Regions from separate parts of the Oryzias latipes genome. Here region 1 is linked to region 2. The links are chromatin contacts, called in public Hi-C maps. All regions are on one chromosome and are shown on one strand. Each heading gives the region's core, a stretch centred on a gene start, on an enhancer-like site or on the middle of the called end of the contact. The rest is flanking DNA. Distances are from core to core; before and after follow the strand shown.

The links. A called contact is a pair of places that touch in the nucleus more often than the background predicts.
Region 1: a Hi-C map of gastrula embryo shows a contact between it and region 2, with 1.9 times the contacts expected there. The contact joins the promoter of LOC101167661 here to the enhancer-like site in region 2. A contact is called at or near these places in 3 of 5 Hi-C or Micro-C datasets (embryo, fibroblasts and gastrula embryo).

The regions. Positions count from the first base shown.
Region 1 is chr22:5,718,353-5,725,564 of ASM223467v1, forward strand. It overlaps LOC101167661 (neutral cholesterol ester hydrolase 1), which reads left to right and starts at 2,557. Exons shown (of 5, transcript XM_004082166.4): 1 at 2,557-2,730; 2 at 4,137-4,380; 3 at 5,489-5,558; 4 at 5,632-5,803; 5 at 5,874-6,996. The coding sequence starts at 2,590. The coding sequence ends at 6,497. LOC105356895 (a long non-coding RNA gene) reads right to left here. Exons shown (of 2, transcript XR_002872619.1): 2 at 2,160-2,750.
Region 2 is chr22:5,583,741-5,591,071 of ASM223467v1, forward strand. It overlaps fndc3b (fibronectin type III domain-containing protein 3B), which reads right to left. Exons shown (of 27, transcript XM_004082165.4): 4 at 7,217-7,293; 5 at 1,432-1,660; 6 at 1,172-1,343; 7 at 830-960. Among protein-coding and RNA genes, the nearest start is that of pld1, 51 kb to the left of the region's middle. Within about 2 kb of position 4,186, at least 6 of the 8 cell types and tissues checked have an H3K27ac peak or open chromatin away from gene starts, as enhancers often do. A contact at or near this core is called in embryo and gastrula embryo, where this site is marked.

The DNA of each region.
Region 1 (7,212 bases), core at 1,307-3,806, 130 kb after region 2:
GAGAGCATTTTCCGGAAAATGGTATGAAATTATAAAACTCATGAGCTTCTAGGCCTATGAAAAACAATTTCTCCCACCTCCACAGCTGAGGTCCAGCTGGCACAGATCCAACCAGAACTCCCTTTAGTAAAAACAAGGTTTGTTTCCTCGTTGGTCACAGTTAAGTCACGTCAGGAACAGAACTGATAGAGGTACCATGACACAGCCATGATTTTCCTTTTCATGTTTGAGTTTGAAGATGCAAAAGCCTGTCTTCTATGGATCTGGAGATGTTGTCATTTCAATTTTCTGAACATAAAAACAAATATTTATAATAAGAAAAAAAAACAATGTAAATATTGAACTTCTGAGTCATTAGTTTGTGTCCAAAATGCAGCTCCACACATATCTAACCCGACAGGAGTCAAAAATGATTTGCTGAAAGTGAATTGAAATGATTGCTTTTAATAATCCAATTACATCCCATTCATTACTTTATTTTACGATAGTGTCCTTTTTGCTCCGAGTCTCAGGATCAGTTTCACCTTTCCTCACTGTGACTCACTGTGATAATATGAGAGGAGAAAATGAGCCTGGATGCCTTCATCCATCTTCTGCAGCTGTGGTCACACAACCACAGTCAGCATCCCTGATGACACTCAAAGACATTCCTGATTTCATGTGCAGCAATTTCCTGTAAACGACTCTGGCAGGAGAGTGTCGGTTGGAGCATATTTAGGGTCGACTTGTGTTCTCTGGTTTCTACATGCAGCACACAGCTGTAAAACATCCTTTACATTCTGTTAGATCTGGTTTTCTGTCCTAATTTGCCCTAGATCAAAATACCAGATGCAGGGCAGGTTAGGAGGTGTAATCACAGGACGCCTCTGATGGTGGCGTCAGAGGCTGAGGCTGAGTAAACTAAAAATGGAGGGAAAAAAAGCCCTCCATCTCTGCTCTGTGCGCTCAGGTCGAGTTAAATGACCATAAGTGTAATTCCAGCCAGCGACAGGAGATAGGGGCCCCCGTCTCTGCCCGCCATACCACAGACTGCAGGGAGACGGCGGGCCAGCACACAGCAGTCAGGGAGGGGAAAGCTAGGGGGAATTTTAATGCACACTTTTCTGCCACACATGATCACGCAGTCTCTTACGAAAGCACATATATCAAATTTACAGCCTGGGTTTCCTGCTGACGCTCGTTTACCAGCGGCTCATGGAAATTGATCAAGTGCTGAATGTGGTCAATACGTCCAGAATCTAAGGGCTTAGAAGATGGAATGTAAACCATAAAGAAAACTGGACTATAAATATCTGTCACTTATGAAAAGCTAGTGTGTGAGGGTTTTTTCTGTCATATAATGAAGCTTCTTGCTCCGGTCTGTTCTCCGCGTCGGTTTGCCTGTCAGTCTGTTGCTCCTGCTTCTGTTTTGGAAAGTCAGCTCTAGGGCCAAATCTTTATCAAGGCTAAGGTTTGTCTTGCTGGGAGCCACCAGGGAAAGGCACTGACAGGACGATTAATAGCACATAAAAATGTGACCGACACTCTGTGCAGCGTCGTCTCTGACGTCAGTTCCTCCGCCTCTCTGGGTGTTTGACCCACATTTGAACCAGTCTTGAAAATAAGTCTGCAGGCAACAGAATGGTCAGAGTGGTTCATCATGAACACATCGAAATTCTTCCTATGAACCTTTGATGGCATAAAATCCCATTCAGAACCTGTGTTAGCTGCATCAAATCACATTATATCTGTAGAGAGTAAAGCTAACTAAAAGTGGAGAAAAAATATCAACAGAAATGAACCAAAATTATTAATCTGGATAGAATTTAAAGTGCAGATTTTCCAACAACTTTCTGCATTTTTTCCAAGATGAAATTTCCCTAGAAAAAAACATTTTAGTGAATGATTTGATATTTTCATTTCATACTTATTGCAGCTTTTTTGTATCTATAATAACTATATCTATAATAACTATAAAAACTCTGTTACAATAAAATACTGCCATTAAAGACAGACTAAATTAATAATCAGAATATTAAATTTTCTTTATAGACATTCAGTATTTTTGTAAACGTCTAGATTTTGATAACACAGCCAAATAAATATGAAATTGCAGACTGATATAAACACACACAAAAAAGGAACTTTGAGCTACTTCAGCTACTAAGAACAAAACAGAATTTCTTAATAATAATACTATTTATTTCGTTTTATTTTAATCTGCTTAACTTTATTTCTTTGAATGGATCGGTAAGTTTACAGCGTCCTTCAGTGGTCACAAACGTGCAGTACAGTTTGAGCAAATTTAATCAAACACTCAAATTCCCAGAAACCCCTTCGTGCAACTGCTGGCCTTTCAGAATAAAAGTATTGTTAAAGAAATGTGAATTAATTTACAAAAGAAATTTCGGACATGAAGACTGTTTTACTCCGCAACATAAAATAAATCCAAAGTGTGTCTTTAAACAAATTAATTGTAGATATTTGAATTTACTCCGAGGACCAAGATTGAGTTTTAGCTTAAGCGGAAGTCCCCTCAGCTCACTTCCGGTCGGGTACGATTGACATAATAGGTTGACAGGAGGAGCTGCAGCTGACAGATGCACCAAGATGAAGTGGAAGCCGCTTGTGGTTGCCGCGCTGCTGACCGTCGCGGTCGCTTATTACATCTACCAACCGCTGCCGGACGCCATCGAGAAGCCCTGGAAGCTGATGATGCTGGACGCGACGTTCAGGACCATGATGCACCTGGTAAGAAGAGCGGCTCTGTCCTGCAGGACACACGTGCATAAAAAAATATTAGTTTGCCCTGTTTAGCTTTGCAGAAATTGTAAAATATAGACATGTATATATGGAAGAGAAAAAAGTGGACTTTGACCCGACTATAACTCACCTACTGATGAAATGTATGCACGTTGATTGTAAACGTTTTGCAATATACTGTAGTCCAGTTTTTTTTGTTTTTTTTTTTTAGATAAAGTCCACACCCTCTTTAAACATTTCCATTGATTCTATTTGCAAGCAAACACTTAACTACAACTTTGCATGAAGAGAAAATTCAAAAATCGTATAAAAAAAAGAGAGAACGTGGAGCATTAAACAGTTTTTTTTCTGGCAGGCTGTCAGATCATTGCGCTGCTGTCTCACCTTTGGTCTACATTTTGAAACTGACAGAGCAAAGGCAACATTTATTAGAGCGACTCTATTCGTCTGTTTATGAAGGAAGCTGTTCTGTTGAAAGTCAAAGAATTTTTTTAAAGAATTGGTGCACTAAGTTACTGGAACCCACTAATGTTTAGACTAAATGAAAGATGTAATATGGATTTTTTACATATATTCTGTTAAAAATCCTGAAGAAATAAATCCCTGTACACTGATTTCACATTAACAGAAGCAAAAACTGTTCATTTAAAAAATATAATTTTGTTAATAAACTTAAGTTTAATTCACTTTTTCTTCTAACTTTCTTAGGTTTTTTAGATTTTGGCCTAAAATAAAGCAGAACTATTTGATTTATTCAGGAGATTATAACCAAATTCTCCAAACAACCTGACGGAAAAATGATGCAACGACACGTTTTGCCATCAAGAATGTTGTCCAGACCGAAATAAAAAAATTAAAACACACACACAAAACATTTTACAACAGTGTTTTTTCATTTCGCAAGAACGTCAGTCAGTGCATTTGTGTTTGCACACCCTGACCGACCCGTCACCCACCCACAGAATTTAGCTCTGAATCGCCTCCGATTGTCTTCTGCAGGACAAACCCTGACTTTGGTTCGTAATGAAGGTTTCCTCCCAAAAATCCACGAGGTAAATGAGCACTTTAGAAACTGGTGTGGCGGGATCTGTTCCATGGAGCTGCGTTCTCAGACGCCCTGACTCACTCTGACCCTTCAGTGGGAAAAACGGTGCATGACGACACTTCAAATCCTTCAACTCCTCTTTCTTCTCCTGACCTTTCACACGTTTTGGGGCAGGGCTGTCCGATCCCGATCCCAGTCCTAGCCCAGCGTCCTGCTGGTTTTTCAGGTGTCTCTGCCCTAACGGCTGCACCTGAATCAGGTGTGAGGTGCGGCCTCTCAAAGACCGGGGTAGGACCCTCTCAAAAGGGTGTATGTATTAGTTAATGGCCCCTCCCTCTCGTTTCTTCAGGGATTCTTAAAGGAATGGCTGGACCTGGGTCATTCCATCAGCTCTGTCAAGAGTTCGTTGGAGAGCTTTGAGGGGTTCATGACCGTGGACTCCAGGGGAGGAGTCATCCCAGGGGTCAAATTCACAGACACCACGTTCGCTGGCGTCCCGGTGAGAGTTTACGAGCCCCCGGCGGGCGGCGAGGGCCATCTGAGGAGAGGCCTGATGTATCTCCACGGAGGCGGCTGGGCCTTTGGAAGTGGCAGTGAGTACAGATGCTAGTTTGAGCCTCGCTGTCGCCCCCTGCTTCCTCACCCATGCACCAGCAGAAGACGCAGACTTGAAATTATTTGGACTGAATTGAATCAAAACAGAAACTTTATAAATAAACTGATTTGTCACATCAACAAAATAGCTTTTTAAACAATGTTTTCTTTTTTTTAAAAAAGTACAAAGACTTAAAGAAGTTTCTGTGTGTAAGAAGTGATAAGTAAAAGGATAAAAAAAATAATCAAACCTGTGCCTGCAGATAAAAAAAAAAACAAATGCTACCACATTTGTTTCTATGCAGCGTTTTTAAATTAACCAACTCAGCTTAATTTAACATGTTTGACAAAAATAAACGTACTTTTATACGATTGTAAAAAAAATTTAGTCAGCTTTTGAATAATCTAATTTATAAGTTCTTTCCCATAAAGTATTTCGGGAAGCTCGGGAAGTTCTGAAGTTTTCGTTAACCGCTCTTCGATTGGACAAAAAGTGAGGAATGTAGTTGCAGTCACGAATTTGTAGTAAACGCCGAAAACCAGACAGATAAATATCTATAAAAAGGTACAACTAGAAAGTAAAGTTATGATATTTTACACCAGGTAAAGTCCCACTGCAACTATATTTTGGGTTGATTTTAAAGCGTTCCCAGTGGTCTTTTAACAATCCCGTTTTAAGCCAAAAATCAAAATAACTTCTCCTTTTCTAGGACATAGTTTCTGCAGAGGGGCAGGAGTATATTAGAAATTCCTTGCAGGCAGAACTGTTGGTGTGGAGCAACCCTCCGCTAATGTCCCATGATCCCTTTGTTTACAGCTAGCTAACAGCCCCTCCCAACCACAAACTAACAGTAATGCTGCAACAATAATGGCGAGCAACAGTGGAGCTGTCCAGCTGTACTGTTTTGAGCCAGATGCCAGCTCTGATGAGGAGAACGGAGACGTACACGCTTGTGTTCAAGCGGATCCAACAGTCAGCGGCCCATTCTGATGCCTCCACTTGTAGACGACTAAATCCAGTCATTTTCTTGTCTGAGCTCAAAACTGTCATTCGGAATGAGTCTTTCTAGGAATAATTCAGCATCATCTCTCTTCCATCTGCTGCAGAATTTGGGACCTATGACTCCATCAGCAGCATGGTTTCTGATGAGCTGAACTGCGTGGTGGTCAGTGTGGAGTAAGTGCGTCTGAGGCCGGCAGCGGTGGGTTTGTTTTGCCTCCAGCTGCAGCTCACTGCTCTGTGTTTGCAGCTATCGCCTGTATCCAGAGGTCCACTTCCCAGAGCCCTTTCTGGACTGCTTAGCTGCTGCCAAACACTTCTTATCTCCTGAAGTTCTGGCTCGGTACGCCATCGACCCGGAGCGTGTGGCGGTTTCTGGAGACAGCGCTGGAGGAAACCTGGCTGCTGCGGTCGCTCAGGAGGTGCAAACGAGACCCGCCTGGCCCGGTTCTGTGGATGAAGACATCGCCTGATGCGTTTGTGTCCTTCCAGATTTCCACGGACGACGGCGTGCCCGTGAAGTTCAGCGTCCAGGCTCTGATCTACCCGGTGCTTCAGGCTCTGGATTTCAACACTCCGTCTTATGTGCAGAACCAGAACATGGCCGTACTTCCTCGCCACACCATGGTCAGGTTCTGGCTGCAGTACCTCAACGCGGACCTCTCCCTGCTGCCTCAGTTCATAGCAAATAACCACAGCAGCTCGCTCCACTCCGCCTTCACCACGGAGCTGAGGTCACGGCTGGACTGGACCGTCCTGCTTCCGCCGAAGTTCAAGAAGAACCACACGCCGCTCGTGGTGGAGAAGAAGGGATCACCGGAGATCCTGAAGAAGGTGCCGGGGCTTCTGGATAGGCGGGCGGCGCCGCTCTTGGCCGAAGCCGCGGCAATAGCCAAATGCCCGCGTGCCTTCATCATGACGTGCGAGTACGACGTGCTGAGGGACGACGGGCTGATGTACGCTCAGCGCTTACGGGACGCCGGCGTCACCGTCAGCGTGGAGCACCTGGAGGACGGCTTTCACGGCTGTTTCGGCTTCATCGCCTGGCCGCTGGACTTTGATGTGGGGAAGAGGGCGGTCCGCGCTTACGTCAGCTGGCTGCAGAGCAACCTGTGAGAGCTTTGAGCAAAGCTCTGCAGGAAACAGGAAGTGAATGCACTAAACCCAACTCTGTAAATAACGAGTTTTCCTTCCAAACTCAGGGTCCAAACGAGTCTGCGACCGTCTCAACTTTTATACAGAAATTTCTACTGTTAGGAAGAAATTTGCAGCCTGACAGAAAGATACATCAACTACTAAAGAGAGGCTTTTTACAGACAAAACATGCAGTCACTTCCTTTACCCTTAGAAATAAAAGCAGTTAGCACTCTAAACAAAAAACTATTGCTACATTTTTCATTAACATTTTTATAAAAATTTTAATTTCCATTTGATTCTGACTGATCAGCTTCATTTAATCATAAATGTTTTAGCACTGATTCACAAACTAATCTCTGACAAGTTTGGAAAAAAAACTTTGTTGTGCCTGTTGACAATCAAATGATTCAATATTTTCAGAATAGATCACAAGTTTTCAAGCATGTAATTAATGATTCAATAAAAGTTTTTAAAAGTTTGTTTTTCTACTGTTCTATAACTATTTTACTACCTGGATTATTTTTTGAATATCTTTTGAACAAAATATAGAAATATTATACCTATAATTAAGTAAAATTTTTATTTAAAATAAATTTAAACAACCAGGTTGACATTTATATTTTACGTGTTTATGGAAACTTCAATTAAAATGCACAATAATGTGGACTTAAATAAAAGTATTTACAAAAAATAT
Region 2 (7,331 bases), core at 2,936-5,435:
ATCGGAGGTCATAAACTGCAGGAAAGATCTGCACCCGCCCGACTCAGCTGGAACCTTCCTGTGATCCGACACCCAACTGAAAAGGATTAAATCATCCTTTTACGGTGACGTTAAATTTTAAGAAGAGCTTGACAGTCAAAATGATGGCGTCCATAAACGCATGCATCTCTAGAGGTTACATGTGTGCGAGCACATGAGCCAGGTGCGCCATGTAACCAGGTGCATGTGGGCCGGGACACCTCAGGGTCCTGTGTCTGTCTGTGCGAGCGATAAGGCTGAGCCGCGCTGTTTAAATCGCAGACCTCAAAGGTTTCCCTCATACTCTGTTGGACTCTAAAGGTATGTAACCCCCCCCCCTCTTCACCTATCGCTCTCACCCCAACCCCCCCACTCTATGGCTCAGCCTTCACCAACAAGGCTGGTATTGTAGTGGGGGTAAAACGATAGCGCTCAGGGACGGATTCAACTATGTGGTTACCCAGACAACCCCTCTTAGCCCCTTCCCCACCATCCCACCTCAACCCGTCCATCCAGATCCTGCCGCTTTTATGATCTCCTCACTCCAGTGAGGCTGCATTCATTTTTCATCCAATCTTTCTTTTTTTTTTTCTTTTTTTTTTTGTGGGCGGAGAAAGAAAGGGGCAACATGTTCCCGTCATGGGGCCTAAATGCAGAGGGGGCACCGAGGGTAATGAGAATAAAGGCAGATACAAAGACAGCAGGACGACAGGTGACTCTTCCAGGGAGAGAGAAGTGGTGATTTCACCGCACACAGCACTACAGCAATGCACAGGTTGGAAACAGACGCCATTGTGTTGGTGTGTTCTACCTTGTGTGTGTGTCTCTGGCTCATTGTTTCTGGGGCTGCAGCGGAGTCGTCTCTCTGGTTTCTTGCCCCCTGGACTGCTGACTCCACTCCCTGACCCCACTGACCCGAGTGACGAGGCGTGCGTTTTGTTGCTGCATCACAAAAGGAATCACGAATAAAAAATGACTTGATTAACACAAAGGAGGGCAAAGAAAAATGAAAGTTGGATAGCTTTCTTTCATTTAAACAAATGTTTAAAAGTTTAGAAATCAAAATGCCCTTTTTTTTTAATTGACAGGTAAATTACATTCACATCTATATTGAGTTGGCATATGTTATTTTAATCTTTCTAAAAACATTCACCTGTATCCATTGTGCGCCGGTCCCATGCTGCCCTTATACAGAGTGGAGGGCAGAGAATTGAGCCGGTTCTGTGGCTCCAGCTGCCGTGGTTCCTTGATCTTTTTAGGCTGCGGCTTACTGTACGTCTCTTCTGTGCTTATGTAGCTCGACATCCCATAAACTGAGATGATTTCTTAAAGAGAAGATGATAGGTTTTATTTTTCCAAGTTTTATGTTTCAAAACCCTTAAGAAAAACCCTTTTAGTAGACAGATTGGTTACCTGGGTCGCCATACATGGGGGGAAGGTGGTGCTGGTAGTACTGGTGGGGAGGCAGCTCCCCTGGGCTTACAGGGTAGAAGGAATGAGAGTTGGGGATGAAGTGGGGGTGAGCCAAATAAGGGGGCAAATGGTGTGTAGGGGACAGAGCTGGGGAGTATGAAGGGGGGTAGCACTCTGGAGACTGAGGGGTCACCACCACTCGACGGACCCCCGCGGTATCCTCCAGCACCTGTGGGCAGGAACAAATTACAAAACCCATGAAAACTGAAATAAAGAATGTTGTCTTTATGGAGGCATTCCTGTGAGTCCTAAAATGTTAGCATGTTCTAAATATTTTTGGGTCTTTACCAGTTCCAAAGCAACAAATTGTGGAAAAGTTTCATTATGTGAAAAATACAAACAAACTCTTCACTGCTTTAAAAAAACATTTCTGTGTACCGGTAATTAATGGAAATCATTTAAAAGTAGACAGGAAGAAAGAACAATTTTCCGTCAGTCTTTTTGAAGGCATTAAAAACACCAAACGAGGTGAGGTGAAAGCTTTTGGAGAGCTCGTCATCTGTGAAGCACTGCAACAAGTTCACCACAAGTTCACTCTGTGAACAACTCAGGAGAAACTGAGCAACAAACACACTTCTACACAACTAACAGACACATTAACAAAAAATAATCGGGACGCTACATTTTTATTGCTATACAACAACAAGAAATTATTACTTTACCATTTGACTAATATTTATATATTTACAGTACAGACCAAATGTTTGGACACAGCTTCCCATTCATTTGAATGAGAAGGCCAATCTGGTTTCAAATTAGAACAATTTCTTGTCAGCTCCTGTTAAAATGTTCAACTTTACATTTACCGGTAATCATTTATCATATTTATTCAAGACAACTGTGCGGGGAGGGATGGTTAGTATCTTATTTTCAATGTGGTTTTTTTTAATAGCTAAAATTTGCATTCGAGTAATTCGGGATACCACAAAAAGGTTGGTAACATTATACAAAGCGGGTTTCTTCAGTAATATTTGTTAATTCATAATGAAGCATTAATAAACTATTAAAAAAAGTAGAACTTTTATGCATTACTTTCCATTACTAAGTGTATTACTACATGCTTTAGTTAGCAGATAACTAATGTTTGGTAAATGTTAAATGGTAAATGGCGTATACTTATATAGCGCTTTCAACCCTCTTTCGAAGGCCCAAAGTGCTTTACAGTCATAGTCCCATTCACCCATGCACACACACATTCACACACTGATGGCGGCTCCGCTGCCGAACACTGGCGCCAACCTCCCACCAGAGGCAAGGTGGGGTTCAGTGTCTTGCCCAAGGACCCTTCGAAACATGGGCGTGCAAGGCGGGAATCGAACCTGCAATCTTACGATCATGGGTCGACCGCCCTACCGCTTTACCACAGCCGCTCGTGTTTAATATTCATACTTACATAATGCATTAAGAATTTATTACAAGCTGTCTTATACAACTGCTTACCATTAAGTATGCAATAACTACATGTTAATGTGTTTGTAGAGTCTTAATGTCTAAAGTAATCATTTTTACTATGTTGTGTTTTTAGGATGACCTAATTCTTAATTAATGCTGAAAAGCCTAATAGGCATTACTTAAGCATTAATTACCTTATTTAATAATTATGAATTGATCATTGGAACCATATTGTAGCCTGAGCAATTATTCTTTACTCAATGCTTTCAATGCATTAAGTGAGGTTAAACAATAAACTTTAGATTTTGCTTAGAAAAATATCCCTCAGTAATACACTTAATAATGCAAAGTAATGGCTAAAAGTGGCAATCAACACTTAATTAACAGCTAGTTAATGCTTAATTATGCATTAACTAATGTTAGTAATGTGATTCGTATTATTCAGCTATACTACGTAAAAACATTGGTTTTATAACTTAAAAAGGTCATGCTAAAACAAAAAGTCATTACTTAAATTTAAATTTACACATGTGTGCAACAGATAATACCCACGCAAAGAAAACGGATAACGCGTAACACCCTAGCAGGAGACAGCACTGCATCCCGCCGCCGTGAGAGTTAGCCCTAAAAAAAAACTATTTCGGACAACCCTACTCCTCCAAATGCCCCTACAATTGGTGTGGTAGGCTGAAGCCGTAGAGGTAGGGGAAGTATTCGGATTCGGCTTAATATTGAACTGACCAGATTGTAATACTGCCTAATTTAATGATAAATGCTAAGTTTCTTATCTTTTTTTTGCTCTCTTTTTTTATGAGTTTTTGTGTATAGTAGGACCTGTGATAAAGCAATTATTTTCAGGAATTATCCAACACCTTGACAAAGGATAAGGAGATAGTAATGGGTTCTCTCAAAGTGTTGAAACCAAGTAATGTTCTTGTCAATAGAAGCAAATGCCTCGCATGACTAAAGTTTCAATACATATAATAACTTTCACAATGAGGAACTGGGGGGGACACACATTCACACACACATTCCAGCTATTCAGACACTTTCACAGGCGCGCATTCCAAGGAGAGAGCAAACACACACTCCCTGCAGAGAGGGGAAGCAATCCTTGGTCCCTAACAACAACATCCACACTGTCAGAAACAGGCCACATAACACCACCCCAAACGCCCCAACACAAACTGAGAAGCAGCGCACTGTCAAAACACACCAGACAGAGAAAAGAAAGGAGTGAGGGTGCGCAGGGCCGCCAGGAGGGGACAAAGAAGGTTACAGAACTAATCCGAGGGAGAAATTCAAGAGAAGGGGGGCGTTAGGAGAAGGCGGATGAAGAGGAGGCCCTCGTCTCCCCCTCATCCCCTCCTCTGCTGAAGAGGGGAAAAACAGAGTGTTTACAGGAAGATAAGGGCAAAGTCCCTGTGGGAGGACATGTGGAGCTGGCCTACATACCAGCTCTACATGTACGTTTTATTGGCAAGGAATTGACTTGAATATAAGCACAGGACACCCACAAACAGGAAAACCTTGACACATACTAAAAATCTATCCATTCTGGCCAATCGCACAGATTTTTCCCCATCGCTTCCAACATTCACACCCCCTGAAAGCTGTCCAGCGAAGGCCCGTCTCCCCCATCCGCCTTGTTTATGTAAGAGTGACAGTACCTCCCGCTCATACTTGGCCGATTCCCGACTAACACACACCCACACACAGACAAACACAGGCAGCCAATGACCTGACTTTCATAGCCGTAGGAACACAATACCACAAGCCGCTCACCACAAATGTTTGTGAGGACGGTCTATTGATTCCTTCTCTTTTTCCCCCCATTCTGGGGGCATTCAAGGGAGAACACAGGCACAAATTCATACAGGAAAGAAAACGAATGGCCTTAACACCACAAATCAGCACATTCCTGTTGGGCGCAGATGTGGCGGGAGGCTGGATACTTGTTTTTATTAACTACAACTGAAAGGAAAGGTGGAATGTCTGGCACATACTTAACGTGTGGTCGGAGCAAAGCTTTCTACAGAATGCCCTCCTTCAGTGTCTAATACTTCCCAATCTTTAACAATGACCACCAGTTCTATTTCTGGCGTTTGTTCTTTAAAAAAATGATCAAACCAAGAATCCCTAAGTCCTTGAAAGACGGGCTTAGTCTGCGAAAGCTATGTTGAAACATTCCCCGTTAGAGGTCATTTAGATCTGCTGGATTTGTGCCTTTCCTTCAACATGTTATTCAGCTTTTGGTCGATGCAAATTGTCCGCAGAGATGAAAAAAAACAAAAGTCTATAGCAGAGGGAGTTATTTTGTCCCTTAGAAGACGCTTCTCTGAGATGTCTAAATGCCTCATTTGAAGCCCATGTTTTCCTTACCTTTCCTAATTACATCACCGTGTACAGCATTTGCATAATGTCTACCTTATGGCCAGTTAGGTTTCACCCAAACAGGAACTGACTGGTATCCTAAAGTCTTCCTAAAGCAGGAGTGTCCAAATTTACTGCAAAGGCCCAGCAACCTGCATTCTAGGAACTCCCTTAATACCATTAAATGCAAATGAACTATATAATAAATACGTTTTTTTAATGAGATACTTTTCATCTCTTCACATATAACAAAAATATATCTAAATACATTTTTACTAAAGTTACTGGGAATTTTTTTATTTGAAGAATAAAGATGCAATGAAGAAATTTTCTGGAAAAATACTTTGTCAATCTAAGTTCACAAATCTCTTTTTCTCGTTTGGCCCTAAAGACTCTAAAAGTCAAGTTGCCACAGGTTTGCAACAGCTTATAACATAAGCCAATCACAATCAAGAAATCATAGTTCAGAAAGTGCTGGGCGCTAAATATTATTGATACTTTGGCAGGAGCCTGCTGGCCAGAAGAAATCTGGCCCGCATTTGGCCCACGGGCCGGACTTTGGACACGCCTGTCTGAAAGGCTTTCAAAGTAAAAGCCATTCTATCAAAAAATTGTTACCAAATAAGTCATTCAGAAATTTCTCAACATTTGATTTCAAACCAAATGAAAACTAATGTGAGATGCATTCTTCAACAGACGACAAACCAACTTCTGTCAAATTTTTTCGAGATCCTTTCAGTGAGCTACACCAAACAAATAGTTTGCCTTAATTTTTCCCAAGTCACTTCTTGTTTGAGAGTGGTATTCATTAAAAACTTTGAATGACAGTGTGTCAGAATCTGCTCTTTAAACTGTCTTTAATGGTTCAGTTAAGATTTCTGCCACGTTGAAAGAGATAAATCTTTGTCCTTAGGTTTGATCATCTGTAAAATGATGTGAAAAAGTCCCCACATGGGAGTGGATGGGGGTTCCTCTTTCTTTTTTTTATAAACTTACCCAACTAACAATTCAGTAAATTGGAACAGCAGTTCACTGAAATGCTGAAAAACACTTTAAAGACAAGATTTGCTGTTTTTCTTCTTTTCAAGAAGCATAAACATGAGTACCTGGAAACACCTGACCCAGGTAATAAACAGTAAGTGGGTCAAGCAAGTTGGACGGTGGCCTTGAAGGTCTGGAGTTGCCCCCCTCCCCCATAGCAATAAATGTGCGGCTCCTTCCTCTCTGATTTATGGACCCTTTGACGTGTGCTGCATTGGGAGGAGAAGACTTTGCAGACGTTTTGTGTTCTGCTCAATTATGTAACGCTTTGACCAGGACAGACTTCATTTTTTGCTCCTTCCCCCCCAAAGAAAACTAACTCATTTCTGCTTTTGAATGGGGGGAGGATGGTTTTCACATAGTTCAGACAGTTTGAAAACTGTGGCTTTTTTGGATGGATGAATGGATAGACTAATTTCCATGTTCAACCATCTTATAGATGCAAGAAAACCTTTAGGAGCCTTGTGCGTTACTTTCAGATACCGCTTCGTCAATCTCCATTTCATTAGTAACCATGGAAACGGCTTCAACAACTTGAGAGGCACCTTTCAGACTCCAAGTTACAATCTGCAGGAAAAAATACTGAAATCAAGGAGAAATAAGTGACTTCTATACGAAAATGAATGAATGATTTGAAATGCTGTTTACAACCCCTGTATGTTGGTTTTAACTACAGTTCAAAGATTTTCAGACATCTGTTGACGAGAAGAAACCCAGACGGAGTGATACAAGACGATGAGCAGCCTCAATGAACTGAAGCAATAATAAGATATCCCAAAGGAGAGCTCTTGCAGAAAATAAAGCAGCTTAAACAAACTGAGAAATGTAAAAACCTGTTTTTTTTCCCTTCCAATAGAGAAGTTTTACTTCCTTCAGAAATGATGTGATCAGACGAAGGACTTCTAGCACAAACACTAACCTGTGAAATGTACCCTGGGGGAACATGGATGGGGGGGATTGACCCATTTGGAGACATCATGGGAACCTCAGCAGGACCTGGAAAAAAATGAGAGAAATTCCTCAACAAAACTTCC